Linked DNA regions of Hordeum vulgare: regions 1 and 3 are each linked to region 2. Evidence: chromatin contacts called from public HiChIP or PLAC-seq data. All regions are on one chromosome and are shown on one strand. Each heading gives the region's core, a stretch centred on a gene start, on an enhancer-like site or on the middle of the called end of the contact. The rest is flanking DNA. Distances are from core to core; before and after follow the strand shown. Region 1 holds the start of LOC123412506 (E3 ubiquitin-protein ligase SGR9, amyloplastic). Region 2 holds the start of LOC123399834 (FBD-associated F-box protein At5g56370-like). Region 3 holds the start of LOC123441358 (lipase-like).

The links. HiChIP or PLAC-seq counts read pairs in DNA pulled down with a chosen protein or histone mark.
Region 1: an H3K4me3 HiChIP or PLAC-seq map of embryo shows a contact between it and region 2, with 10 times the contacts expected there. The contact joins the promoter of LOC123412506 here to the promoter of LOC123399834 in region 2. A contact is called at or near these places in 1 of 6 Hi-C or Micro-C datasets (seedling) and 1 of 1 datasets of contacts at active chromatin or transcription factors (embryo).
Region 3: a contact with region 2 is called in an H3K4me3 HiChIP or PLAC-seq map of embryo, with 9 times the contacts expected there. The contact joins the promoter of LOC123441358 here to the promoter of LOC123399834 in region 2. A contact is called at or near these places in 2 of 6 Hi-C or Micro-C datasets (leaf and seedling) and 1 of 1 datasets of contacts at active chromatin or transcription factors (embryo).

What each region holds. Positions count from the first base shown.
Region 1 is chr1H:413,825,517-413,829,154 of MorexV3_pseudomolecules_assembly, forward strand. LOC123412506 (E3 ubiquitin-protein ligase SGR9, amyloplastic) reads left to right here and starts at 1,582. Exons shown (of 3, transcript XM_045105462.1): 1 at 1,582-1,982; 2 at 1,985-2,075; 3 at 2,077-3,039. The coding sequence starts at 1,697. The coding sequence ends at 2,566.
Region 2 is chr1H:414,263,852-414,267,127 of MorexV3_pseudomolecules_assembly, forward strand. It overlaps LOC123399834 (FBD-associated F-box protein At5g56370-like), which reads left to right and starts at 2,025. Exons shown (of 5, transcript XM_045094219.1): 1 at 2,025-2,319. The coding sequence starts at 2,241.
Region 3 is chr1H:414,573,254-414,576,512 of MorexV3_pseudomolecules_assembly, forward strand. It overlaps LOC123441358 (lipase-like), which reads left to right and starts at 1,847. Exons shown (of 8, transcript XM_045117832.1): 1 at 1,847-2,512; 2 at 2,614-2,708; 3 at 2,890-2,993; 4 at 3,090-3,190. The coding sequence starts at 2,231.

The DNA of each region.
Region 1 (3,638 bases), core at 332-2,831, 440 kb before region 2:
CTGTTGTAAGGTGTGAATTTGAGTAAGACTCAAAGCTCGACCACGGTAGAAGAAAGAAAAAGGACGAAGGTCGTCCCCTATGCCTTAGTCGTAGGCTCTATAGTATGCCATGTTGTGTACCGCGCGTGATGTCTGCCTTGCCATGAGCCTGTCAGGGGGTGCAAGAGTGATCCTGGAATGTATCACTGGACAGCGGTCAGAATTATCCTTAGTAACTTGAGGACTAAGGAATTGTTTCTCGATTATGGAGGTAATAAAAGTGTTTGTTGTAAAGGGTTACGTCGATGCAACTTTGACACCAATCCGAATGACTCTGAATAGCAAACCGGATTCGTATAGTGGAGCAATCATTTGAAATAGTTCCAAATGAAGCGTGGTAGCATCATCTACAAGATGACATAGAGACTTGTAAAGCACACACGGATCTAAAAGGTTCAGATCTATTGACTAAAACCTCTCTCACAAGCAAACATGATTAAACCCCACAACTCATTGGGTGTGAATCACATAGTGATGTGACGTAGATTATTGACTCTGGTTCAAGTGGGAGACTGTTGTAAATATGCCCTAGAGGCAATAATGAATTAGTTATTAATATATTTCCTTGTTCATAATAATTGTTTATTATCGATGCTACAATTGTGTAGAGGCGGATATAGTAACCTTGAAGATTGATGATTTGGATGACAATGCAAGGATGATCGCGCAAGCCATTCGTTTCAAGATGTTGAAGCGACAAAAAGATCAACCAGAGGCGGAGAAGGCGATTGAGAAGGCGACAACGATAGAGTAAGCGATGAAGCTCGGATTGCCGGTCCAACATGCCAATTTTTGCGTAGATTGCCGGCTGATATTTTTTGTGATTGGGCATGTAAGAACTAGATATACTTGTCTCTTTTTAGTTGTGACGGAGGTGATATGTGACCAATCGCGTGCTATATGATTGTGCGTGTCTGAATTTTAAATTGATTAAATTTGGCAGACATTTAAGAACATCTCTGGATGGTTGGCTCTTGTATCAACGCGCGTGGACTGGTCCTCATCGGTTTGTGCACAATACCATATCCGTTTTGAGGTTGGAGATAAGGATCCACTATTTCGATTGCGAATACTCGATGGATGTAATAGCATCTACAACCGAATTTTCATATTCATCTCGAACCCCCCAACGGGTTATCCGGTCACTAACCGAATGTAAAACCCGCACCCAACCGGACCTCACAAATCCGGCCCAAACGCCGGTCTTACGGTTGTAGATGCTTTAAATGATACTCCCTCCGTCTCAAAATAAACGACACAAAAATGATTCAACTTTATACTGTAATCAGTATAAAGTTGAATTATTTTTCAGTAATTTATTTTAAGATGAAGATAGTACTCCCTCCGTACCAAAATATAAGTCGTTTAAGATATTTGACCAGGTGTCTACATACGAAGCAAAATGAATGAATCTATGCTTTAAAATATGTCTATATGCATCCGTATGTAGTCTATTAGTTGAATCTTTATAAAGGTTTATATTTAGAAACGGAGGGAGAGTAGTACGTTACACCAGTGCGACATCCCATGTTAACACAAGTTCCCACACACGCTTCATTGCCCTCCAAAACTTTCAGTATATAAAAGGCCGTGCAAAATACAGATTTCCCACCATCTCACTCCACTGTCCACTCCTCCAAAACTGCCCGCGATCCCGATGGAGGCCAGCCATGCCCACTCGCCGACCCTTTCCTCGTCCGAAACCATAATGGCCGCCCTCCTCTCATCCATGTCCGTGCAGTTCCCTTCGCTGGTCCGGGCGATTGCCGCGGACGCGCGCCGGCAGCGCGGCCGCCTCGCTTTCCTCCTCCTCTCCCCGCCACATTTCGCCCGCGCCCTCGCGCGGCTCCGCTCTATGCCTCTCCCAGCCAAGGCCGCGCTGCTCGGCCGCGTGCTCCTCCGCTCACTCCTCATGCTCCTCCCGGCGCTCTCCCCCGACGGCTCCCACCACCTCCTCCGCCTCCCGACGCCCGACCTCGACGCCGCGCTCCTGCTCGTGGCCATGTGCGACTCCTACTCCCCGGCGGCATCCTCCGCTTCACCCGTGGACTGGCACGCACTGCTCGTCGACGACGCGGTGCGCAACGCGCTCTCCATCTCCGGTCTCGGCGGCACGCCCTGGGCCACCGTCGCGCCCTACCTCGACGCGGCCGCCAAGTGCCGCCGGTTCGCGGACGTCGTGTCGGAGGACCGCGCGGTGGCTGGCGCCGGCGGCGGCAGCAGCAAGGACGGCGTGGGGCGCGGAGGCGCGTCGCAGGCGACAGTGCTGGCGCTGCCGACCACGCCCGGGGACGGGACCCCGTGCGCGATCTGCAGGGAGGAGATGGCGCCCGGACGCGGCGGGGTGTGCGGGCTGCGGCCGTGCGGGCACCGGTTCCACTGGCCGTGCGCGCTGCGGTGGCTGGCGCGCCGCAACACCTGCCCGTGCTGCCGCGCCGAACTGCCCGCCGAAGACGCGCTCGCCGAGACCCGGCGCCTGTGGCGCGCGGTCGAGAGGATGGCGGGAGACAGCGGGGTCTGTGCGTGACAGCGCCGGGTGGATCAGTGCGCGTGGCATGCGGCCATACGGGACGTGCGTTTGGACGTGCTCGTGTGTCCCGGTCTCCAGTTGCAAGTACTGGTGTCAGATTCGTGTGGATGGCGATGGCTTTGGTGGGCCTGCGTGCCGAATACTGTTGCAGGATTACGGTTGGGTACATATACTCTCTACATAAACAAAAGGAATGGGATCGAATGTATACTCGTAATTAAGGCTCATCATGCCGTATCATCACGATGCAAATTGTGGGTTTAGTTTTGAGTTAGCTTTGGTGGATCCAAAGCAGGTTTCGCGGGATAAGGTAGGTAGTATCGTCGTTTTGCAGCCTAATTGCTCTGCTTTTTAGGCTTCTTGGTGATGATGTTCGTGCCTCGAACAACATGCATCACGGATGTGTGGATTATTCTAAGATCGTACTATAGTACGGTTACTTTGCGGGAGTAATTGTTGCCGATATGTAAGCCATCGCGATGGTGGACTAGTGGACAACCTTGATACTACCTCCGTCCCGGTTTATAAGTCATTCGCGTAGTTCTAGGGTCACGTGCTTAACATTGTTTCTTTTTAGGATCACCATCATCATCTCTCTTCTATTAAGGGTGTGTTTTGCTAGCTCACCTAGCTTTGCTGGGCTAGGTTTTTGTAGCCCATTCCGGCTAGGGCTGTCAAAAGCAAATCTTACTGTTTGGAAGAGAAGCAAATTAAGTGTTAACTGTCCAAAGCGCCCACGATCTCTTCTCTTGCCAGTGCGGGAGAGCCGAATTGCCTCGTCTCCATCGTCAAGTTTTTTGTGGCAGTTGCAGGCCAGGTTGCCCTCAAAAGCTAGCTTAATGTATCTTACCAAGCGGTTATCCTTGTCGAGCAAGGCTAGGGACAGGCCTTGCCTACGATCCAAACGCATCCTAATTAGCTTGCCACATTAAACTTTTTGTCTACGTGACAATCTTAGCACCTATACAAGGTGGAACATTGGGAGTAATCTTAGAGCATCTCTAGCAACCCGGTTATTTTACAGTTTTAGACGTAAAAAATGGATCGAATAGAACCCGTAAACGATTTC
Region 2 (3,276 bases), core at 775-3,274:
CTAGAGGGGGTAGGGAGTTTATTACAATCGGGAAGAAAAAGCGAGGATAGGCGAGAGAGGGAGGTGCCACTCGGGTGCCCTAAGCGGCGGTGCCAAAGATCGTCGACGCCAGTGAAGAAGGCCGACGAAGGTGCTGAGGGTCTTGAGCCGCCGAACTTGTAGAGAGGACCGAAGGTATTGCACCGCATGATGAGTGTACGTGTGGCCAGATCCTTTAAAGGAAAACCAAGGGGGTCAAATTCGACAGGGACAGAATTATCAATTGTAAATTGACGGACGGAAACGAGATTAGGAACCAGAGCTGGCGAGATGAGAACGTTGCGAAGATATAAAGGGCGAGAGGAGGAGTGGAGGGAAGTGGAGCCAGTGCGACGACAGGGACGCGGGATCCATTGCCAACGATGATAGGAGGATGCTGCTCGAAGACAGAACAAGACATGTCGAGGTTACCTGCGTTGCCCGTGATGTGGGAGGAGGCCCCGGTGTCGAGGTACCAGTCGGCATTGCCGGGCGGCTGCAGGGTCATCTAGTTCATGGTGGAGTAGAGGGCCGCCGGATCCCAGGAGGGTTGTTGTGGTGGTGGTGCAGGACGCGCGGGGGAGCTGCTGTAGAACACATGGTAGGCCTGCTGTGGGGCACCGGGCCTGGGGCCAAGAACGCCGGCGGCGTTGGGAGGGACCCAAGGCGCGCACGCCGGCCGGAGGGAAAGGCGCACCCCAGGGCGCAAAGTACCCCATCCAGGGCGTCTGCGCCGGAGCCCCGTCAGCGGAGGGACTAGGGTGACCGCGCCCACCGTTGTAACCGCGGCCACGACCACGTCCGCCGGCGCCGCCGCGTCCACGGTCAGGGTGACCGCCGTCGCCGCTACTGCTATTGCCGCCACGGTCCATGGATGCCTTCCCACGGTCGCCGCTGGTGTCGTTCTCGGGGGAGCTGCCGCCACGATCGTTCCCAGGAAGCCCACCGCCGCCGAGCCCGAGGGCGAGAGCACTGGAGCCATCGGCGCGGTCACGTGCATCCAGGTTGAGCTCCTCGAGGAGGAGCCGGGAGCGAGCTTGGGTGAACGTGGGGAAGGGAGTCTGCATGGGGAGGACCGTAGCGATCACCTGGTACGTGCGAGAGAGGCCATGGAGTAGTTGGAGCGTGAGAGTCCGGTCCGTCACAGGCTCGTTGACGTCGGCCATGTTGTCCGCGAGTGCCTTGAGGCGCCCGCAGTATTCGGCGATCCGCAGATCGCCTTGAGTGAGGGCGCGGAAGGCGGCCGTGAAGTGGACGGCCTGCGCGGGCTGGTGGGCGAGGAAGAACTCGTCGAGCTTTGCCCAGGCCCGATACGCGGTGTTGCCGTCGCCGCCTATGACCTCGTAGAGAGCGTCGGTGATGGTGGCGTAGATGAGGAGGAGCAGGGTGAGATCGGCATGGCGCCAGGCCGGAGTCTGTAGGGCGGGATCAGAGTAGTGGGCGACATGGCTGGCGACCGAATACATGGAAAGGACGCAGCGCCAGAGCTCGCGCCATTTGGAGTAGCTGCCGGTCTGAACGTCCAGCTTGAAGGGGATGAGGGTGCTGATGTTGGTGAGATTGTGGATGGAAGGGACGTCGGCGAGAGGAGAAGGAGCCGCCGTGGGGAGTGGTGGGGCAAGAGGCAGCATAGTCATGGCGGCGGGCGCAGGGGCGGGTGGTGCGGAAGCAACGGGGAGGGTGTGATCGGGGGCGATCACTAGGGGCGAAAGCGGAGAGGTGGTGCCGTTGTGGGCGCTGGAGGAGGAAGAGTCGTCGGTCTCCATGGAGGGCTAGCAGGAAGGAGGCTCTGATTATCAAGTTGGATTGAGGAATTATGCACACACAGTACCTTTCATACATGCCTACGAAGGGGTTAAATAGTACAGTACAAGAGTATCCTAACTGCCCAGCTATACAAGTGACGTGCAGATCATGGAGTAACCGAAGTGGAGCACGTCTTGTGCTGTACGTAGGACTCGGCGCTAGTGGGACTTGGTCCTGTGGCCCCAGCGGCAGGCTTCCAACAGTTAGGTGCTCCCGGAGAACGAACACGACCCTTCAAGACGGATTTGGGCCAAATCGAACACGACCCCATTAATAAATTGGGAGGTTTGACCGCCCCCAAACTCATCCTGTAAAGCAGTAGAGCACCGCCGCCGATCTGATCCCACACTTCCGCCTTCCCTAGATGTTCTCGTCTACTCGGCCGCCTTCGCATCGCACGTCGTCCTCTCAAGCCCATGATGAGCAGCTCTGGGGATCCGAAGAGAAAAGCCATGTGCCGGTCGGTGTGGCTCCGGCGGCAGCGAGCCAAAACGAGTTTGTGCCTCTGCAACCCTGTTCTTCACCTTCGTCTGGCCTGCTTAAAGCCTCGGATGACATCTCTTGCTCAAAATTGGATTTTTAGGACTGTTTAGGGTTTGCCCCCGTCGTTGTTCTGATCGTTTTAGAAGAAAAAGTTTCTATTTTTCTTAATAGATTGGGGCTGGCGGTTGGTTGGAACTGGATTAGGATGGAGCATATAAGTGTATAAATATTTTCTGATGTGGATCTGTAGACGAATAAAAAGATTGTTTTGGGGTTGATCTGGGTTCGTGCACTAGCATTGATTTTGTTGCCCGCTTATAAATTTTGTTTATTGATGCGGATGAAAATGGATCCTTTTTGGCTTTCGTAGACCAGGGAAAAGAGTTCATACATGCCTTTTTTTGGGATATGAATCCATACATGTCTACTGCAGTAATTGAGAGTTCTGCTTCGTATGCTGCTTGTGTGGTCACCTCCAAAATACCTTAGGCCTGTTTGGATGTTGGTATTGTGGCAAGGAATTGGAGAACTGGAACTGAGCCTTGTCGACTCGGCTGCTTGGATGTATTCGGAATTGCGCATTGGAATTGAGGCCCATTACTACAGAGTCATATAGCGCAACTAAACAAGGGCTTCCAAAATCAGAGCCTCCCTTCTCCATATTAGGTGGAAATTGAGTCTTATCCCTTTATGTATGAACTTCCGACATCATTGCCGGTCTCCAACGAACACCGCGAGTCCTGGCCAACCACTGCCCCTGCTGGGGGTTCTCCCAACAGCCGCCTCCTCCTGTTCTCATTCCCCACCGGCTGCCTCTGCCGCTGGAGGTTCCTCACCGACCACCTCCAATGCTGCCACTTCCCCGTCTTCCTCACAGCTGGCAACTACTCCAGCCCTTGTGTCCTCTATCCAAGTTGTCATTACTCCAACCCATGCCATGTGTTTGCCCCCCATGGTCACGGGCTCATG
Region 3 (3,259 bases), core at 597-3,096, 310 kb after region 2:
TGGAAGATCCATTCGTCACGTGTACATGTGATATCTGTATGATTTGGTAGTGATGACTAACTACTCATAGCGTCCCATACTGTTTTTGCATTAGAACGTACCAACAACGCATGGAATGAAGATTCCTTTTCACGATCACACAACCTACAATGTCCCGTCGTTCCCATATGTGTTCTGTTCTTCACCTCATTTATGGGTTGTGATCCCGAAGCTAATTGCCATGTAAAGTGTTTCATCTTAGGAGGAACTGCTGCACCCCACACTAATTTCCCTGAGGATCTTGCACCATACGATGCCGCACTTGATGCTCAAGGGCTGAATTGATCATAATGGCCTGACATGGAGAAGTTATATGCACTCTTCACTGTGAGCTGACCGGACCTATCCCAGGGCCAAGAGACAAAATCATCATGTTGTCGAGGGGATGTCTCGATCCTCAAGATTGAATCCACATCCGCCTAAAGAAGTACTAATGCAGAAGATCAGACCGCCAATTACCATGATCATCAAGGAATTCAACTACCCTAGCCAAACGACAATTCCTTCCCGGTAGAATGGGCTTGTATGGCAGACCTCGAGGAATATAGGGTCTCTCCAAACCCATATGTGTTCACCACTCCACACCCGCGAAAGCGTACCCCTTTTTTACTAAAGGCAAACCATGCTCAATTCCTTCCCACACGGTCGAACCATTGCTAGGGAAGACCGTCTCTACTATACTCCCATTTGGGTAGTATTTTGCACGTAGGAGCCATGCACAAAGAGACTCACGGGCTGTAGCCCTCAGGCTTGCTTGGCTAGCAAAGCCTGATTATATGCCCTCATATCACGGAAACCAATACCTCCTTTAGATTTTGGCAATAATAATTTATCCCAGGCCGTCCATGCAATCTTCCATCGTCTGTACTCCGCTCTCCATCAATATTGTCTCATCATTTTCGAAAGATCATCACAAACAGAAAAAAGGAGCTTGAAAATGCTGATGACATACGTTGTAATGGCTTGTGCGACACACTTGCTTAAAACCTCCTTACTTGCATAAGAGACATACTACCTTTCACTCCATTCAAAAAGTCTGATGCCACTTATTCCTAATCACACAATAGTGAGCCCACATATATGCTACTCCCTCCGTTTCTGAATATAAGTCTTTTAAGAGGCTTTACTACGGAATAATATACGGATGTATATAGATATATTTTAGAATATAGATTCATTCATTTTGCTTCGTATGTGGACACATATTAAAATTTCTAAAATGATTTATATTTAGAAACGAAGAGAGTAGTAATTTGCGTCGCGTGTTGTACAAAAGGAAACATTATGGAAATACTTACGTAGCACGCTATGTTTTTTTTATCTGACAGCGTGTAGATTTCATGCCAATGTTTTCCAATTAGTTGTACTGCCTTGCCTCTCGCCTGTAAAAATCGGATTCTCAGAAGCAGCTGCCAAACTCGTGGTTCGTCGAGAACCTTCTCGCCCACCGGAAAAAAAAACTGGGTAATGCACCCACTGTTCCTGCCACACAAATGGCCCAACAGCAACGCAACGCAACGCTGGCGGGTCCCGACTGGCGACTGCCCCCTACCAGGTGCCAACTGGTGATACGCGGCCACGCCCTACTGGCCAGTGGCCGCGCAATCCGCGGCAGCCAAAGGTTGCTGCTGCGACGCCAAGCCCCATCCACGCACGCCAAACCCCGAGACGAGACGAGACGAGACGAGATCAGCCACCAACCAACCAACCGCGGGCAGCCACACGCCCACACCGCGAGCTATAGGGCGAGGCGGCCACCCATCCTTCCCCAGCCAAGACCCAACCCCCCGCTCCGACCCGCACCCCGTCCGTCGCACACATGGTCGATCGGTGGATGCGACGCGTTTATAAATAGCAAAAAAAACCGTACGATTATAGCCTGGCCCCCAAAGTTAGCGACGCGCAAGAGGGGACGGACGGAGAACCTCGCGCGACGGACGCACCAGCGCGAGACGGCGAGGACGCTGAGGGCGCGCGACAGCCAGCGGTTTGCCTTGCCTCGCCACGCCAGCGACGGAGGAGAGGGGAGGGGAGGAATAAAACGAAGACGCGCCGCGACCGACCCGGAGGCGTGACCGGCTCCTCTCCTGCTCCCCCCGTTCCTCTTCCTCTTCCCGCGGGGAGGCAAGAGGAGGAGGAGGAGGGGGGGAAGCGCGCCGCCGCCCGGTTCGCGGCCTGTTGGCGGGGGGCGATGGCGAGGTTCATCCTGGGCCTGGTGGAGCTCGGGGTCAGCGCGGCCGTGCACCTGCTCTTCGGCTTCTACGTGTTCAGCACGGCCGTCGCGGCGGACATCTCGCAGGCCGCCGCCGCGTCCGGGTGCCCGCTGCTGCGCCGCCCGCCCCCGGCCGCGGGGCTCGTCGACGTCGCTGCCGCGGGGGAGGAGGAGGAGCGCCAGGGCGCCGCGCCCGTCGTGCTCGACGGCTCGCCGCCGCCCATCGTCCTCGTCCACGGCATATTCGGCTTCGGCAAGGGGGTACGTACCTGCGGTCCCTCCTTGTGCGGGTGGGCGGGTGTTCGCTCAAATGCCGGCGAGGCGTGCTCACGCGTTCCTTTATTTTTTTTGTCTGCGCGCAGAGGCTCGGCGGGATGTCCTACTTCGCCGGCGCCGAGAAGAAGGACGACCGCGTGCTCGTGCCGGATTTGGGGTCGCTCACCAGCATCCATGACAGGTGGGTGGCTAGGGAAATTACCAAACTTGTTTGATCATTTGGTGGTTGGACTTGGACACCCATTTAAATCCTGATGAGCTATCCTGAATTCGCTTATGATTATTAATTATTAAATCTAGCTAGTACTAGTATAGTGTATTGACTGGAAATTTGATTGTTGGGGAATCTGGTGGTTCTGCAGGGCGCGGGAGCTGTTCTACTACCTCAAGGGGGGACAGGTGGACTACGGCGTGGAGCACAGCCAGGTCTATGGGCACACTCGCTTCGGCAGGATCTATGACACTGGTGAGGATTTGGACGAACACAACATCACTGCGGCACTATGGCCTCGCATGAGTTTGTATTTAGAGTTCTTCATTTGCGGTTTCTAATTGTGGGCAGGGCATTATCCGGTGTGGGACGAGCAGAACCCGGTGCACTTCGTGGGGCACTCGGCGGGCGCGCAGGTTGTGAGGGTGCTGCATCAGATGCTCGCTGAGAAGGTACAATAAGAGATTTCAGATCTTACTCAGAAACGATAGCTCTTTGTTGTTGGTGGTAGAATGTTCATG